Linked DNA regions of Hordeum vulgare: all the other regions are linked to region 1. The links are chromatin contacts, called in public Hi-C and HiChIP or PLAC-seq maps. All regions are on one chromosome and are shown on one strand. Each heading gives the region's core, a stretch centred on a gene start, on an enhancer-like site or on the middle of the called end of the contact. The rest is flanking DNA. Distances are from core to core; before and after follow the strand shown.

Evidence for each region. A called contact is a pair of places that touch in the nucleus more often than the background predicts. HiChIP or PLAC-seq counts read pairs in DNA pulled down with a chosen protein or histone mark.
Region 2: a Hi-C map of seedling shows a contact between it and region 1, with 3 times the contacts expected there. The contact joins the promoter of LOC123402618 here to the promoter of LOC123403415 in region 1. A contact is called at or near these places in 2 of 6 Hi-C or Micro-C datasets (leaf and seedling) and 1 of 1 datasets of contacts at active chromatin or transcription factors (embryo).
Region 3: a contact with region 1 is called in an H3K4me3 HiChIP or PLAC-seq map of embryo, with 5 times the contacts expected there. The contact joins the promoter of LOC123401542 here to the promoter of LOC123403415 in region 1. A contact is called at or near these places in 1 of 6 Hi-C or Micro-C datasets (leaf) and 1 of 1 datasets of contacts at active chromatin or transcription factors (embryo).

The regions. Positions count from the first base shown.
Region 1 is chr6H:506,091,060-506,094,568 of MorexV3_pseudomolecules_assembly, forward strand. LOC123403415 (ATPase GET3B) reads left to right here and starts at 1,994. Exons shown (of 10, transcript XM_045097348.1): 1 at 1,994-2,338; 2 at 2,431-2,493; 3 at 2,885-2,995; 4 at 3,149-3,223; 5 at 3,314-3,382; 6 at 3,457-3,509. The coding sequence starts at 1,994.
Region 2 is chr6H:506,475,897-506,479,405 of MorexV3_pseudomolecules_assembly, forward strand. LOC123402618 (soluble starch synthase 2-2, chloroplastic/amyloplastic-like) reads left to right here and starts at 1,577. Exons shown (of 8, transcript XM_045096556.1): 1 at 1,577-2,223; 2 at 2,465-2,789; 3 at 2,889-2,953; 4 at 3,467-3,509. The coding sequence starts at 1,951.
Region 3 is chr6H:506,371,598-506,375,106 of MorexV3_pseudomolecules_assembly, forward strand. LOC123401542 (geranylgeranyl diphosphate reductase, chloroplastic) reads right to left here and starts at 1,983. Exons shown (of 3, transcript XM_045095369.1): 1 at 1,376-1,983; 2 at 407-862; 3 at 1-310. The coding sequence starts at 1,872.

The sequences.
Region 1 (3,509 bases), core at 744-3,243:
ATGAAAATTTGAAAACAATTGTTACTTAAATGGGTACAATTTTAAAATTCTGAATAAATTTCAAAGTCTATAATATTTTTGTGAGACACCGAACATTTTTAGAAAATCTGAACATTGTTTGAGTTTGGAAACAAAATTTGAAAAACAAGAACATTATTTTAAATTCCTAAAAATGAAATCAGAATATTTTAAATATGTGTTTTTTTAGAAGGAACTTTTTTAAACTTCTGAACAATGTTTCAAAACGCGTTTTGCGTTGAAAATCCCGAACACTTTTGAATTTATGAACAAATTTAGAAAAAGGGGAACATTTTGTTCAGATGACTTAACAGTTTTTTAAAACCCGAACATATTTCGAAAATTAGATCATTTTTGTCAACACAAAACTTTTTCTCAGTTTATGAACAAAATTTGAAAAACTGAAACTTTTAAGGGAGCTGCTAGGCGTCCATCGGTGGATCCGTACTAAACATCCGTCACCCGAATGACCGTTCGATGTACGTGCCCGTAGCCGTCCGATCTACCTGCTCGCACACGGCTCGGTCGTCTCCCCCGACCAATTAATTCCCGAAGCAACGGTCTAGTTACAGAAACAACGGCCGCGTTGCAGAAATAATTTCTAAAACAAAGGCCGCGTTGCAGAAATAATTACTGAAACAACGGTCCCGTTGGATGGGAGCGAGTATTGGCGAACACCGTGTCGGCGCCGCAACGACGACCGTCTCCCCCCCCCACACACACACTGCTCCTCCTGCCATGCCTTGATGCGCTCCTCGAGCGCCCTGCTTCTCTGATCTGCTCTACTCGCTCCCAGCGTCACCTCGCCGTCGACGCATTTGGGGTGCCTCCTAGGTGACTTCAGCTCCTTCGAGTATTGCTTGAAGCGCAGCTGCCCGTGGAGGACGTTGGAGTGGAACCAGAGCGAGTCTGGGCTTACAAAGATCTCGTCGCCCTCCATTTCTTCTACGGAATAGCTTCTTGTTATTGCTACAGGCGGCTGGGGTGGAGTGGAATTTGGAGGCCACCGAATTTTCAGGCTTGGTGTTCGGCCATGTCCGAGACCATCTTGCAAAAATTACAACAACTGGCCCATGTTGCAAAAATTACAACATGTTGTAAAAATTACGACATTTTCTGATCCATGTTGCAAAAATTACAACATATTACAAAAATTACGACATGTTCTAACCCGTGTTGCAAAAATTACAACATGTTGCAAAAAAAAATACGACATCTTTTGACTCATGTTGCAAAAATTACGACATTTTCTGATCGGTCGGATGAACCCTACTGTTACCCAGTACCAGGATTGTCTGTGCTAAAACAATAGATGAGTTGCATGAAACTATCATGAAACAACAGGTGAGTTGCAGGAAATTATCCTGAAACAATATGTGAGTTGCAGGAAAAATGAAAGCGGCTTTGATGAACGCGGGACACTCTCGACTGTCTGATCAACACATGATCGAACGGCCACGGAGCCGGCAGATGGACGCACGCGATCAGCCAGTAGAATGTAATATTTTTCCAACTTTTAAACCTTTTCTTAAAAGAAAGATAAATTTGAAAAACAAAACAAGAAAAATAAAGGAAAATGAACGGAAACAGGAAAAAGGAAAATAAAATTGAAAAAGAAAAAAGAAGAAGGAATGAAATAGAAACAGAAGAAAAGAAAAAGAAACGGCCAGAAATCCGAAAAAAACAGTAAAAATCCGGTTCGAGAACTTTCTAGAAGGTTCCCAAAACCGGGATCCAGTAGCACGTTTACGCTTTTGAAAATGGGCCGGGCCATGTCGTTCTCTCGTACTCTTTCCTTTGCGTTTCATCGGCAGTTTGCCGCAGTGAGCGTCCAGTAGGATATTCCGCATCGCGCTCCTCCTGTGCGAGAGACCGGCCTCGTCGTCCTCACTCGCCAGAAATCGACCAGAAGCTGAGAAGCGAAACCCGAACAGACGAGGCCATCCCCCCCCCCCCCCCACACCCCCCATCCACGATGCTCGCGACAGCCTCGCCGCACCTCCACGCCGCGGCGCATCGCCTCTCCCTGGCGGCGCCCGCGCGCCTCCCGTTAAGGCGCCCCCTCCGCTACCCGTCGCTGCGCCTGCGCGCCTCGGCCGCGGCGGAGGCCGCCCCGTCCGCGAAGGAGGGGGCCGAGGCGCTGGGGTTCGAGGAGATGGCCGCCCGCACGACGCGGCGGTACTACATGCTCGGCGGGAAGGGGGGCGTCGGGAAGACGAGCTGCGCGGCGTCGCTGGCCGTGCGCTTCGCCAACAGCGGCCATCCCACCCTCGTTGTCTCCACCGACCCTGCCCACTCGCTGAGCGATTCGTTTGCGCAGGTCGACCACCAGCCTCCAGCACCTCCAGTGACTTTGCTCCGGGTTTGTTCTCCTGATGTATTTGTAACATTGCCCCTGCCTGCGTGTTTTAGGATTTGACTGGCGGGGCTCTCGCACCTGTCGAAGGTACCGATTCGCCATTGTTTGCGCTTGAGGTGAGTAACATTGGTATGTCCACATTGAAACTCCGAAGCCAGCCTATGCTAATATGTTGGAGTGCTAATGTTTTGTGTTGTCTCGATAGTTCAAGTATACTCTGATAGTTCAGCCAACTTCTATCATTGATTTCCCTTGAAAAGTTTACATATCTAGTGTCCTTTTTCTATTGATGCAATGTTAACAGGACTACTTCCGTAAAACCATTTCAAATTTAGTAACATGGAAAACTCAACTCCTAAATTTGGGAGAAGATTCAGAGATCACAAGGGTTAAGTTCTGTGGATTCACAAGTAGTGGAGGGCTGGTTAATCATGTATATCACTTGGTCTGGACTCTAGAATCTCGAACTGCGTTGTTTAAATGTGACATTTTGCAACTCTGGCACAGATAAATCCTGAGAAGTCTCGTGAAGAGTTTCGGACAATAAATCAAAAGAATGGAGGGACCGGAGTAAAAGATTTCATGGATGGCATGGGCCTAGGGATTCTTGCTGAGCAGGTATATGGCAATTTTTTTTGTTCTTTTGCTACCAATACATCATTCCATGTCCATTACGTTCAGTCATAACTGTTCTCTTGTTTGTTATTATCCTGAATTGCTCCGTCCATTTTGTGTTTTACAGTTATCATGTTTATTCTTTATTAAATACAGCTTGGGGAGTTAAAACTGGGGGAGTTATTGGACACACCACCACCAGGATTGGATGAAGCAATAGCAATTTCAAAGGTAAAAAGAGATGGCTCCGGGCTTATATCTCCCTACTTCACCTGTTTCTTCCAGCTCTAGCTTATGATTTCCTATTTCATACTACACCAGGTTATACAATTCCTCGAAGCACCGGAGTATAGCATGTTTAGCCGCATTGTATTTGACACTGCTCCTACGGTAATGACCATATTTCTGTGAATCCAAAGTTGACTCTCGACAATCACATTATGATTTGCCTCACCCATTACCAGGGCCATACACTCCGATTATTATCTTTGCCAGACTTCCTTGATGCATCCATTGG
Region 2 (3,509 bases), core at 327-2,826, 380 kb after region 1:
GCAACCACGGTGGCTGTGAGCTGGAACCAGCCGACGGATGAGTTGTAGTCACCAATGTAAGAAGGATGGGGCGATCGAGGGACGAGCGCGGTCGGCATGGGTGGCCGGCGGGCACGAGCGGCAAAATGACGGGCATTAGTGGCTTGGGGTTCCCGACGAGAGTGGGCGGCAATGGGACGAACACGGCCGCTACGGAACACGGGTTTCTTTTTATTTTTCGGATCACATGCGTTGACAAAAGGGGGAAGAAAAAGAACCCAGATGTGACGATTGTGGGACCTCCTATACGGCGCTGCACATGTCGGTTTGCCCTCCTCGCACTTGCAGCGCGCTGCATTGAGCCGCCCCATCAAACAGCTCGGCGCCCCTGCAGGCCCTGAAAAAGTTCATTAATTTTTGAAAAATAAAGTACAACGATTTTGCAAAAAAGTTGTTTAAATGGAAAAAATGTTGACAGATTTGAAATATAATAATAATAATAAAATTTGAAAGAAAATTATCACATTTGATAAAGGTTCATTATTTTTATAAAAAGTTCAATAATTTTGAAAACGTTCATCAAATTTTGAAAAAAAGTTAATCAGTTTTCAAAAAAGTTCAAGGAATTTGAAATAAGTTCATCAAAATAAAAAAAATCCAAAAAAAGTTCTTCAAATTTGAAAAAAGTTAATGATTTTCAAAAAAAGTTCAACAAATTTGAAAAAAGTTCATCAAAATATTTTAAAAAGTTCATTGAATTTGAAAAAAGCCTATATTTATTTTTAGAAAATCAATGAATTAAAAAATCATTAATTTTGAAAACATTCATCAAATTTTTAAAAAGTTCGTCATATTTTTAAAAAGTTCATCAAATGTGAAAAAAGTTCATTTTTTTTTTAAAAGTTCATCGAATTAAATAAATTCATTGAATTTGAGAAAAAGTTCATCAAATTTTTAAAAACGTTAATTTGACTAGAAAAGGTTTGGTGAATTTGAAAAGAAAGTTTACGAACTATAAAAAATCATCGAGCCATGAAGAAAAAAAAGGAAAAAAAGAGATGAAATAAGAGAAGCAAACAATGAAAAACAAAAGCAAAAATGAAAAACAAAGCAAAACGAAAAACAGAAGCAAAAAACAGAAACTAAAGAAAAAGTGTAAAAAAAAATTAGTCATCAGATCGGGTTCAGTGACGCGGTGGTTACTGCATGTTAACCCGATCTGGACCGGCCCAGCGCGGGTCGCTGCGGGTGTCCGTTAACAAAATTGTACTGTAACAGCGCCTGTAGCGTCAAATAGGAATTCTAGACGGTTGCAACTAGACAAATGGAAGGATAGGATAGTGACCGGCCTAAATTTAGCACGGCGCACCGGCGCCTATCGTTGCCCAAAAGAAAACTGTGGAGTCCAAGAGCCCGTGACGCGAAGTCCCCAATCCTACACGGCACATGGGTACATAAACTACAGCGGTTCCCGTGGACCCAGAGCGACGCTTGACCAATGAGCAGCGGCCACCATTACACGTGACGCACGTTGCTGGCAAGCCTGGTCCCACCCGTCATCCACAGGCCGTGTCAAGACCATAAAAAAAAAAAAAGAGCCAACACTCCGCCGTTCACTCACCTCTACTCGTCGCCTTCCTCGGCGCGGGCGCTCTAGCTCGTCCCCGTCTCGGCCTCCGAGCTCCACCACACAAGCCGCTCGCCTGTCCCTGGCCTCCAGATCCCCCGCCTCCCGGACCCCCACTCCGTGCCGCCGCAAAAGCCTGCAGCCACACGCACCCATCGCAGATCTTTCTTCCACCCGCGCTTAATTTCCCTCGTGCTCGCGCCGCTCGCCGTCGCCCTCACTTCGTCCGAGCTTAATCTCCCGCAAAAACGTGCAGCCACACCTACTTCCCCGCCTTGTTTGCTCGGCTATTTCCCTTCAGCCCGCAGCGCGCGACCTCTGGCTCTGGCGTGTCGGATCCCGTGATGTCGGGGTACATCGCTTCCTCGTCCGCGGCGTTCCTTTTGCTCGTGGCCTCCTCCTCCTCCTGCTCCTCCTCGTCGCCGCGGCGCTGGCGGAGCTGCTCCCCGCGCCCTTACGGCGGTGCCGCCGATACGCGGCTGCATTGGGCGCGGCGAGGATTTTCTCGAGACGGGCCGGTGCCGTGCCGCCGCCCCTGCGCGGCAGCTGGTGGCGAGGAGGGCGCGGCGGCAGGGGAGAGCTCGGAGGGGGTCTCTGGGCAGCGCGCCAAGGTCAAGGTTGGTAACGCTATCATTCCCTCTTTTCCGTTCGAAGTTTCTGCACATGCTTTGCTTGTCAGAACGAGGTTTATTTTTAGTGCAAAAAGCGCAGTTTAGTCGCCCTTTCTGTTGGGAAATGTAGCCTCCCTCACGTGCAGGTTTTGCCATGCGTTTTTCCCTTCAGAATTTTGTTACTGCGCGGCATTGCCCTTGATGCTTTCTTATGCTGAATTGCTAATGGATTCCGCTTCCTAACCAGGCTGCTGAAAATAAGGATGCTGCTTCACAAAAATCAGTTGCATCTGCACCCAGGCTAGACAGTAGAGTTGCAGAGCAAAATGGGGCAGCTGGGATCAGATCCAAAGCCGATCCTTCAGCTCCTGTCTCGGCGGCGGCATCAGGTTATTGGAAAGACGTTGTTGTCGCTGAACAGGTTGGGGCTATGGTTGACACCGGTGGAGATGCAGCAGAAGTGTCGAGTTCTCCGGTCGACAGTGAGAACAAGGGGTCTGGTCCTTTGGCTGGCCCGAATGTGATGAATGTCATCGTTGTGGCTTCTGAGTGTGCTCCTTTCTGTAAAACAGGCATGCATACATAAACTTAGCAAATAGACTTGGCATGGTCGCATGGACTACTCTTAAACTTGTGTTAATTTGTTCTCTGACTGCTGATATCATGCATAGGTGGGCTTGGAGATGTTGTGGGTGCTTTACCCAAGGCTCTGGCAAGAAGAGGGCATCGTGTTATGGTACTCGCTCCTCTGCTCTTCTCTTTGGCCCATCTTGCAAACTGAAAGAACACGATTTACTTAATTACTAGATGAATTATTGATATAAAATGTAACCACATTTTGAATGCTACACTCTCCATAAGGGGTTACACACTTGCACATGCTAAACCAGGTGTTATGCAGCTGTGCTTGAGCAACATTTCAAAGTTGTTATTATTTTCCCTCTCAAAAGTTGTTATTATTTTCAGTTGGTGCGCAACATGTGAAAAGCCTTACACTCTAACCTTGATTATCTGTCGGTGTCTATTGCTATTTATGTATATGATAGCAGAAGAAATACTGCGTCATAACAGAACTATTCCTTCTTCATGTTTGATGTAACATGTCCAACATAGGCTGACAATAGGCATATGCCTAAGACAACACTTTTCTGTAGAAGTGCTTTGTAAATTCAAATGTAGGGTATGTTCGAACTTAAGTATGGCGGCCTAGTTTGGAAAGAAGTAATACAAGTATTTCTTTCAATTTTAGGTCGTGATACCAAAGTATGGAGATTACGCAGAAGCTCGTGATC
Region 3 (3,509 bases), core at 733-3,232, 280 kb after region 1:
GTCGAAGGTCATCCGCTGCACGTAGTCGTCGGCGCACATCTCCACGAACGCCTCCCGCGCCGCGTTGGAGCGGTAGAACACCTTCTGCAGGATGTCCAGCACCTTGTACGTCGGCCAGTAGAGCCGGTCGAACTCCGCCAGGTACTTGCGCAGGTCGCTCTCGTCCACCAGCCGCGTCCCGTTCGCCGACCCGGCCACGATCGCCTCCGCGCACATCCGCCCGCTCTTGGCCGCGAAGTAGATCCCCTCGCCGGAGCACTTGGTCACGTACCCCGCCGCGTCGCCGACCAGTGTCACACGCCCCGACACCCTGACGATGGTCCAACACGATGAGTGAGACCCCAGTTGATCGGGTAAAAACTAAAAATTCGTTGTTGCAAGAAACGGAGGAAAAGTTTGTGCCTACCTCTTGGGCCTGGGGTGCTCGGGGATGGGGTGAGCCTCGACGCGGATGATCTTGCCGCCCTCGATCTTGTCCTTGGCGCGGAGGCGGGTGGCGGCCTGGAACTTCTTGATGTCGGCCTTGTGGGTGACGGTGCCGGTGCCGACGGCGACGTGGTCGCACTTGGGGAACACCCAGCCGTAGAAGTCGGGGGAGACGTCGTCGCCGACGTACATCTCGGCGCGCTCCTCGTAGTAGCGCATCTTGTCGTCGGGGATCTTAACGCGCTCCTGGAACGCGATGGCGTACTCGTAGTCGCCCGCGCCCATATCCTTGGCCACGCGCGAGTTGGCGCCGTCCGCGCCCACGATCGCGTCCACCTCGAACGACCGCTTCTCGCCGCCCACCTTGCCGTTGGAGCTGTCGTAGTGGTTGTAGTGCACCGTGTACGTGCCGTTGCGCTCCTTGGGCTCCTCGTACCTGCGCCAGGATAAGATCGATCAGACACTGTTTACGTCATAAACACAGGGATGAGCCACAGCTTATTCACAACGGCACTTGATTAGCCACTGACTTTCTACAACAATATGGCTGTGAATTTAGCATTGCATGTGTATTTCAGTTTGTTCAGTTCATATGTCAAATATGAAATGATTTTCAGTTAGTAATCTTGCATAGGTACTACTCCAGCTAGTAATAAGCTGAGCATGGACTGTTGACACACATGCATACGGGCCAAATACAGTAGTCGACGAAGGTGAAGCTACAAAGACAGAGTCTCTCCTCTCGCGTTTTAAGTTATCATGTAATTCTAATGCTACCGCCACCCAATTCTGACATTGCCGCACTTCACTTATGCTCGGTAATATATTGTCAGAATGAAATCCTACACAATGGCACGAGAAGTGGAGAACTAGTACTGGCATGCTCAAAAAGTCAAAATCTTGCATATGAATTAGTATGATGGACGCAAGGAATGGTATGTATGCATACCTTAGGAAGAGACCATTGAGGACCTCGGCGCCGGCCTTCTGCGCGCGGGTACGGAGGAAGTCGTCGAGCACCTCGCGCCTGACCATGCCAATGTACTCGTGCGGCGCGAGCGTGCGGCCGATGTCGACGGCGACGTTGGAGGGCGAAATCATCTTCATCTTGGTGACCCTTCTGTCGACGAGGTCCAGCGGCAGGTCGAACTCGGACACCATGCAGAGCGGGATGGCCCCGCCGCACGGCTTGCAGTTGTCCATCTTCCGCTCGATGAGCACCGTCTCCACGCCGCCCTTGGCGAGCGCCTCCGCCGCCGCGCCGCCCGCGGGGCCACCTCCCACCACCGCCACCCGCAGCTTCCGCCCGCCGGGGAGCTTGGGGCTCGACGTCGCCGCGCGGGTCACGAGGAGCTGCGACCTCCTCCCGCCCGCCGGCCGCGCCCGGCAGGAGGAAGGGAGGAAGGTGGCGCGCGCCGTGGCCGCGGACGAGGAGAGGGACGTCATTCTTGCCCCGGTGAGCTCCTCGGCTGGCTCGAGCTCGACGTGCGGTGGGGAGGGAGCGAGCGAGTGTGAGGGTCGGTGAGGCGCGAGCAGGGCACGCACACGTAGTGCGTACTAGTGAAGTGGGGCGGAGAGGCCGAGGATAGGATGAGGCCGTGAGGGGGATCGCGGGGGAGGCCGGCCGTCGGATCGGCGCCGTGGACGGCCTGGATCGCGCGTGTGGATGAGGTTTCTGTGTGCTTTCGCTTTTGCCGCTCGGCCCGCGCGAGTGGACGTGGTTTTGCCAAGTCGGACGAGCTTGTTTGTATCGTTGTGTTGTGTACTCTGATGAGTAATGGGCGATGGTTTGCCACGTTAAAAACATTCTCAAAAATGATGTCCAATAAACACTTATATGCACGTCACTTTTGCTTTGGAAAACGGCATATGCATGTCAGGCCCGTCCTTGCATCAAGACCACCATGCATCCGTCCAGGTCGTCCGTCCTTGCGACGAGACTACACATGATGCATCGTCCATGTCGTCCAGTCCATCGTCTCGGCTAGCGTCGAAAACTTGGCATCCATCACCCGGCCGGACTCTGCCGCTGACGGTCACGGGCTCCGCAAGCAGACGACCTCGCGTGTTAGTGGTTAAGCGAGTTCCGACGACATCGTGAGTTAGTGGCTAGCCGTGGTAGAGGATGGTGTTTGGCCACGTCATAATATGTGTTCATAACTTTCTTCTTTCTATTACTAGTTTCTACATGCCAGCACTGAATGGTGTAATCGGCTTGAATATTATCTTCCGACGTTCCATCAACAACCAGAAAATAAGAATAGCTACAATGGCAACTTCAGTGTGCTAAAGAAAATGCTTTCAAAAGACTCTCAGACTGGATTAAATTTTTTACTTTGTGCGGGGTGAAAGAAGTTCTATAAAATCAATCATTCAAGTTCTACCTGTGTACGCTATGATAATTTCTGGATTCCCGGCTTCTCTTGCTGAGGAGTTATCCTGGCTTATCACGAACTTTAGATGGAGAGATAAGGAAGATAGAAGAAAAATTCATTGGTTAGCGTGGGAGTAAGGGTCGAATGGGATTTCGTGACCTCAGATTATTTAACCAGCCTCTTCTAGCTAAACATTGTTTGGCATTTGTTGGGTTGTTCGGATTCGTTTTGTGCAAAATTGATGAAGGCAAAGTATTATCCTGAGGGACATATTCTTTATATTGTGTTTTCGCATTTTACATCGGTGACTTGGCAAGGAATTATGCATTGCTTGGAACTTCTTAAGGAAGATGGCATATGACGAGTGTGTGATGGCTTTAGCATTAATATTTGAAGGGTGGTTACCAAGTGAAAGGACGTGGATGTCGTCTATAGGGGGGAGGGGGTGAATAGGCGCTTTAAAATAATTTCGGTTTAGGCTTGAACAAATTCGAATAAAACTAACGTTTAATTTGCCAAGCACAAAACCTAAAACAACTAGGCTCACCTATGTGCACCAACAGCTTATGCTAAGCAAGATAAACAACTAAGTGATAGCAAGATATATGACAAGAAACAATATGGTTATCACAAAGTAAAGTGCATAAGTAAAGGGTTCGGGTAAGAGATAATCGAGGCACGCGGACACGACGATGTATCCCGAAGTTC